2 separate regions of the Dromaius novaehollandiae genome follow, and region 2 is linked to region 1. A link is a contact called in public Hi-C data. All regions are on one chromosome and are shown on one strand. The core of a region is the stretch at or near the end of the contact, and the rest is flanking DNA. Distances in the headings are between cores, read along the strand shown.

Evidence for each region. Hi-C and Micro-C count contacts between places; a contact is called where the count stands out from the background.
Region 2: a contact with region 1 is called in a Hi-C map of liver, with 14 times the contacts expected there. The contact joins two enhancer-like sites. A contact is called at or near these places in 3 of 4 Hi-C or Micro-C datasets (brain, liver and ovary).

The regions. Positions count from the first base shown.
Region 1 is chr1:24,489,231-24,493,038 of bDroNov1.hap1, forward strand. The region is part of intron 1 of LOC135327600 (a long non-coding RNA gene); the gene reads right to left. Among named protein-coding and RNA genes, the nearest start is that of MET, 28 kb to the left of the region's middle. Within about 2 kb of position 1,726, at least 1 of the 2 cell types and tissues checked has open chromatin away from gene starts, as enhancers often do.
Region 2 is chr1:24,623,055-24,626,862 of bDroNov1.hap1, forward strand. No RefSeq gene overlaps it. Among named protein-coding and RNA genes, the nearest start is that of TES, 40 kb to the right of the region's middle. Within about 2 kb of position 1,742, at least 1 of the 2 cell types and tissues checked has open chromatin away from gene starts, as enhancers often do.

The DNA of each region.
Region 1 (3,808 bases), core at 476-2,975:
ATCAGGCAACATAAATAAATTGAACAGTTCTCTCTCTTCTGTTCTTCAGACTCAGCAATACTTTTGCTCTCTCTTACATATCTTATCTTTAATGCTGGCATGCCTCACTAGGAAGGCTTGCCTCATGGGTTGGGAACTACTGCTTTTGGTGATGACTTGTTACTTTTTTTCTCCTGTTTATCATGTCTGAGGTAACTCGACAGCTTTCAGTAGCTGCCAGATTGTCAACACAGGACCCCGGTATTTGCTGTGTACAGAACAAATGTAGTAATAGCTTTCAACGTACAGTGTCTGAGAGCCTGCTGTTCTCTATTCCTCTCTCCTCCACACCAAATATGCTCCCGTTCTTTCATGGAGGGCTCGTGTTGGCAGGCAGGAGAGGGATTCAGCTTCCTTGCCCACTTGTTCTTCTGCCTTTCTGGTGAGGCTGCCAACCTGGGGTCTGTGGTGGTTGTGGTGTTGTGATGTGGCTTAAAGCAGAACTGCAAGGAGTGTTTCCCATCTGGTTCTGAACAGCTGTCAGCTGGAAATGAATGCCAATATTGAGGGACAAGTGCCTGTTTGTGCTGTGTGTTGCTGCGTGTTGGCGCTTGTATGTATGCAGCTCCACAGATCACTGGTGGGAATCACTTGCGCACAGGGAGCAGCTTTCTTCTCGTTGCAAGTGCATACGCAGAACGCCTCACTTAAACGTGCATATTGCTGTGCACTATAGTTTGCAAGCTACAATTTGCATTGCTATGGCTTGCTACCTAAAAGGCTACATTAATGTGTGTGTCAAAGTATTTCAGTGAACTAAGCAACATAGGTGGACATACATTTTATTCATGTTTTGCAGAGGGATTTGGGAGAATTACCAACTTGATATGTTGACTAAGAATCAGAAATAACTGTGATAAGTCCAGCTTTCGCTTATGATATGACCAACCACCAGAAACATCAGCTACGATGTTTATACCTGGTCTTCATATATGAATCATGTCAGACCTTTAGGGTAGTTTTTCTGCAAGGACACCATGTTTTCAAGAGTTGTAGAAGTGTTTAGCGTACCAACATGTAGCATACCCACAAAATGGAAACAGGTTTGAAACTTTCCCAAGAAGGACATGGTCAAATAAAAAAGAATATGCCATCCTTGCAGCAGGTTAGTTTAGATGCCTACCTAAGGAAAACTGAGGATTATATCTTAAATGATTGTGGGGAAGCAATGGACACTAAATAAAAAGCAGGGTGTGTTAAAAAATACTGCTGCTTGTTTGTGTTTCTGAACAAGTCTTTTGTGAAGTTTTAGTTACCTCTGGAACCATCTGGGTACTGGGACCAGCTTTCCAGTGCTTGCTATTGCCCATCTGGCTATGGGGCTTTGTGCGCTTGGCCAGGACCTCACAACTTTGGGGACTGCTGGTGTGAGCCATTTAACCAAGGAGAGCAGCTGTTGCTTATTGTAAAGCCAAGATCTTGTCCAGTCCCCTACTGTGAGCTTGTCATATAAGCTATCACTGTGATGAAGATACTAACATTTGCCCTTCTTTAGAAATTATTTTGATATCTGCCAAAGAAAAGGGCCTATTCAAATGCAAACCCTGATGCTTTTATTTAATAGATATTGTGCCAGAGTCACAAATCTGCTCCTTATGCCTCGCGCTGCCCTGAAAACACAGAGAAGCTGCCTGCTAGATTTAACCCAGCCAGCAAGCTGAGGCCTACGGCTGCTTTGTGATATTAGAGGCAGCATCAAACAGCCAGATGTTGACTAGCAACAATTCAAGCTCAATGTTTCCCAGCCTATTAGTCCTCTAAAACTTGAGCAGATGTTGAACTGCCTAAGCAATTTTACCATCAGCACCCCAATTTAATGCTCTGACTTAAAAGGATGGGCTTCTCAAAATACTGTTTTCCTCTTAAAGAATCAGTTATTCTTAGAAAATACAGTGATTTGAGGTAAAGCCACTATTTCATTCAGGAAAATTTTTAATCAACTCCTTAGGACTCATGAGGGTAGCTGCTTTGTGTACTGGTGAACACAGCTCTAAACTGGGTTTGCCTGACATATTACCATTACTTCAGAGCTACCTTGCATTTCTGGAGTCTCTGGCTCAGCTCAATCCCAGTCAAAATTTCCAGGGAAAACAGGCAGAAAAGAAAAGAAAAGAAAAGAAAAGAAAAGAAAAGAAAAGAAAAGAAAAAAAAAAATCTCCTTTCAAGGCCAGTCTTGCCCAGGCTTGATTCACCTGCAATCCATGATTTAGCAGGTGGGAATTCTGCTTTTCTAACTTTGTGCTTTCCCTGCTTTCTTTTTGACTGTGTTTTCTTGGTGTGAAAAGCCTTGTGACTGTGTTTTCCTGGTGTGAAAAGCCGATTTCAGGCAAAGTAGAATTTTGCTGGATCCATTTTTGCTAGCCTCAAGAGAGTGTTTTATTAGATTAGTCTCCTCTCCTCACTTGCAGTAATAGATGACTTTCTGAAAGACTTCTATTAGAATGAAAGCAGAGGGTGCATTTCTGCTGGTAAAGTAGTTGACAAACATTCGTTTTGCCAGGTGAAATGCAAGTGGAAGTAACTTCACAAATGCATTTTTACTAAGTTGGTTGTTTCCCTGGAGCCAGGATGTTACAGTCTGCTTATTGGTATTCCTCACATTCAGCCTATTCATGGAAGCATTTTTATTCCAGAAATCATGCAGGCATATGCGTAATTAAATGCAGCCCTAACTCCCTTGGAAGTCAGTGGCAGTATAGGAGAGAAGTATTGCTAGGTGTCTAGTTAGGTGTTTTGTTAGCAAGTGATGGGCTTGAGCAGGATCGTTTCTGTTCCGAGGCGCGAAGGAGCGTATATAGCTCTTCCTCCCGCGGAGCGGAGCTGTGCAGCGCCGCGGGCCGCCGGGCCGCGCTGCGGCGAGCGGCCGGGAGGTGGCGGCGTCGCATTGCGCTGCTGCCGGGGCGGCCCCGGGGGGCACCGACGGCGCAGCGAGCGCAGCCCGGGCGCGTTGCTACAGCTGAGTTTCTCACTAATTCAGAATACAAATAAATTCTCTGGTGTTCTAGCTGCACATCGTGTGTAGCCATGGATTAAAAAAAAAAAAGATCAGAAGTGCTCTTTTCCACTGAAACGTTTCTCGTGTCACTACTCTGTTCTAAACCTCTTGAAAATGTGACCTCATCACAAGGAAGAAAGGGCTCCGGGTCTGTCCAAATTTGGGTTTGTTGTTGCTTTCATGGGTGAAATTCAGTCCATTAAAGAAAAGGAGGCCACAGCAAGAGAAACAGGATGTGAGGTGTATTAAGCTTAGTGACTTCATTTTGGTAGATGAAGGTATAATTTTCAGCTGGTTTAGATCCATATCTTTCATAAACTTTAGAAGAGGGTCACTGGAGCAAACCATGAGAAAAAAAAATATTAAAGTAAATCCTGTTAGTCTTACTCTGATTAGTAATACCTTTTAATGATGCTATCCCTCACTATGGGACGGGATTTTCCTTGGCTTAGTTCAGTTTCCGTTGAAGCAACTTGGAAAATTCCAGTGACTTTATTGGAAACAAATTCAAATAATCTGGAATTCTCTGAAATGTTCTTCCTTTCCAAGGAATATCACTCCTTTGAGATCCGAAGAGCTCTGCCTTTCACAGAAGTTTAATTCTTGTTCACTTTTGATGTTGAAAATGCATTACATCAGAAGCAAAGCATAATGTAAATGAGATTATACACTGAGACACCTACTCAAAGGGATTAAATTGCACAGCATTTAAAATATCTTGCATTAATATTCTTTGGTTCTTCATTTCATTTATTTGTCTGACATCTGTAATTT
Region 2 (3,808 bases), core at 492-2,991, 130 kb after region 1:
TGCAGTCACCAGTTTTACAGACTGTTCCAATATACTTAAAACTCAGCTCAGATGTCAAACAAATGCCTAGCAGCGATATCTACCATTCTGAAAGAAAGAGTGAGATCAAAGGAGACTGGCTGAAGTTTGTTTGCAAGACCCTTCCACTGTCTCAGGCATGGCATTATTAGCAAATATGTACTAAGGAAACTGTCCAAATGTCTGTTTCTGGTATCCTATTCTTAATGAGCCTTGCATACACCTCTGGCCTCACAGAGGTGCACAAGATCATGTGGCTTAGCAGAGTATAAGATGTTCTTCCGGTGGTAGTGGGTTTCTATTCTACATATCAGAACAGGTGAAATAATGTCTACTCTTGCTTTGTTTATGGAAGACAGCTCAGTCCCTACAAATATAAAGCAATGGGTATCCAACCAGTAGCTTTAACCTTCCTCAAAGGCTTCTAATTTCTGTCTTCATACAGGACTCTCTGTAGGTGACCTTCCCTCAGAACTTCCTCTTGGTGTTACCTCAAATTATGGGACTGAGACCCATGTTCTGCTATGTATTATGAATGCTGTCAGACTCCTTTAAGATGGGGGGTCTTAAATTCCACATCCTATTCTGCACCCACAGACATATGTCATGGCCTAATCTACCTACTTTTATGGCTCTGGAAGATGAAGAACTTGTAGATGCAACATTTTCTTGGACTAAGGGGGTCTCCTATGGTAGAGGTTCTCTGAATAATGAGCTGTGATGGTGCTGCCACAGCAAACAATATGTGCAACCAAACAATCCAAAGGAGACCATTTTGGATTAAAACATGGTTTGGTTTGATTTTTTGATCTAAAAAGTTGACTCATGGTAAGGAAATGAATAGCAGAAGTTCATCTGGTGTAGAAATTCACCTGACTTAACTAATTAGAGAAAGTTACCTGCAATGCTTGCAGTAGGGTATTTCTGCAGCCTGACCCCACAAGAAAACTTCCCTGAGCCAAGATTCAGACCAGGAAAGTCATCTAGATGGGATGAGAGCCTCAAGCCTCACATGTAACAGCCAGGTAATGCTGGCCAACAAAATCTCCACACTTAAGTCACACGAAACTGTAGAATGTAGAGGAGGTAGATGATCACCTGGAGCAGAATATTTTTTACTATTCACCTTCAAATTATATTAAACTTATTAATTAAATCCAGAAGGTTCTGGAAACATTAGTGTTGCTATCCTCATTAAAAAAATGAGGCTGCAGAATTAGAAAAGGTAAAGGCTTCCTATCAGAGAAAGGAAGAAATGCCAGCACAAAATTAGGACTCAGGAGTTCTGGTCCTGCATGAATGCCATTAATTTCCCAACTATTAGTGAAAGTAAGTGTGATATTATTCTCATTACCCAACAGATCATTATGGTAATTCTAATGAAACTATTTAATTAATTAACTGATTACCTAATGTGAGTAGGCCTAAAGTTCAAAATTTCCTATCCTCTATGGACTTCACACATTACACTACAAAACTGCTTTTCTAACATAATCAAAGCTGGCAAAAATGCTATTGAATTTGATTGTATGCTTTTGTTTTTTTCCCTCTACCTCTTCCACCATAAGCAGACTTCAGTAAAAAATAGTAATCCTCTAAAGCATTCACGATACAGCCAATATGGAGACTTTCCTTGCTAAGTGGAAATAAATCAGTATTTTAGGGTATCAGGTTTGGAAGCGCACAGTCCCAGCCCCCTCTGGATTAGCATCCTCATTGCAAGTCTGCTAAAATGCACATTGTACAATTGTGCCTGAAGGCAAGTTACAATGGTTTACATTAAGAACAGAACTGGATTTGGGACAGCGAGTTTAGCAAGTATTAGGATAACGCTTCTTTCTTTAGCATTCTCTAGTCCTCACCCCATTTCTAAAAATTGCTGAACTATTTACAAATGTTTAAGAGAACCTCTGTGTTATTAGAAGAATGTTTACACTGCCATGAGTTGCAAATACAGTGAGAGCTATACAATCAGGGCCCACCCCACAGACAAGAGCAGCAGTGTATTGTTGAAATATGTACTGGTTCAACTCTCCGCTACCATACAAGGCAGCTCTGCATTCCTGCTGGTAACCTTTTATTACCTCCTAAGTTTTCCAGATCACTGCCAGATTTCTTGAACTTCGTGGAATGATTACAGGCTTTATAAATATAAACCTCAGATTCTGTTTGGCAGCTTCGTATGAGAATACCAAAATGAAGAAAATAAAAAAATATTTCAGAAAAGACTAAGACCTTTTTGGTGTTAACAGCTGCAGTTACACAATTTACAGTTTCAATAAACTTTACTGGTTAGAGTGAACCAAGTCTCAAAATAGCACGGTGATGTTGTTATTACACCCATTTTACATAGGATGTTAGCTGGAGAACAGAATGCTCTAGGAATTTAGATAATGTCACACTGCATTCAACAGAGGACTGAAATTAGACATCAGATGTTTCTGCTTTCCAGTCCTAGTCTGCAGTCTGCTAAACCGTGCTGACTCCTTATGCCTTTAGACAGGAAGAAAGTATTACATAAAAAGGATTCCAAACAGCTTATATTAGTACAATCATAGTATTATGACTGAATTTGAAGCAGCCACATTTCCATTTGTTATTTGTAAATAAGAAATTTTTAAATGAATATTCAAATTTGGAGAGTGTCCCCCCAAACTATTAGAAGAAAATGAAGTAATGAGAAAGATACAAGCCCACAAAAACAGTCTGAAAAGCCTCTAAATACATGCCATATAGAGAATTTTCTAAACGAAAAATGTTTGGATTCCTGGAATGCAGAGAGATGCTGTTTGTATGCTGCCCACAATGTTCTGGCTTCCTATTCTGAAAGATCATTAAAATGGTTTCTAAGAACTGATGAACTATTTACTGATTTTATTCTTACTGATTATGCCTGATTTCTGTCTTATAATCCTATATACAATTTAAAAATTATTTCTTAAAAAGTGCCTCCCAGCTCGTTTCAGTTGGGACTTTAAAGCTACATTATTTCTTTTCTTGATGAAAATATGTATCCAACAGAGACAACAGTTCAGCCCCAATAGCTTCCACTGAGTCAAATTCCTATAAAGTATAACTTGTTTGCTAGTACCTGGAAATCCCACAAAGGTGTAGGTACCTAAAACTTAGTTGTCAGAATGTGCCATTTTTAGGTCCAGGATCTGAACTGTGGAAAGGGTTAGTGCCTTGGAACAGGACCCAGAATTACCAGCGTACGGAACAGGGAGTTGGTCCACCAAAACACACCAATAGGAAATGCTGAAAATGCCAAACAAACACCCAAATTTTTCTGCCTCTTTGAAGCTTACTCGGATCAGACAGAAATGGCTGCAAACCCTGAGTGAAGGCATTTTTAGAGACACTCTTCCAGCTGAGTTGTTTGTGAATGTGTTCTCCATGTGGGAATGTAGTGTGTGTGTGTGTGTGTGTGTGTGTGTGTGTGTGTGTGTGTGTGTGTGTGTGTGTGTGTGTGTGTGTGTGTGTGTGTTGTGTGTGTGTGTGTCTTCCTCCTGTAACCTCAGCCAAACTTGGCTGAAGGATAGAGGTCTAACACATAGGGAAGTTCCTACAAGGTTTGTGAAACTTGTTTCACAAGTTTCATCTGTTAATGCTTCTGCGGAGGCTCAGTCTCTAGAAGACAACAGAAAATTCTCATGGGCAAATAAGATATAATGAATTCCATAACCATGGGAAATGCTTTAGTTAGAGTTTATGTCTTATTAAACAGCAGAAAAACCTCAGACTAGAGTTCTCTTCTGTATGAATTCTCTGCTGTCTAATAAAATGCAGA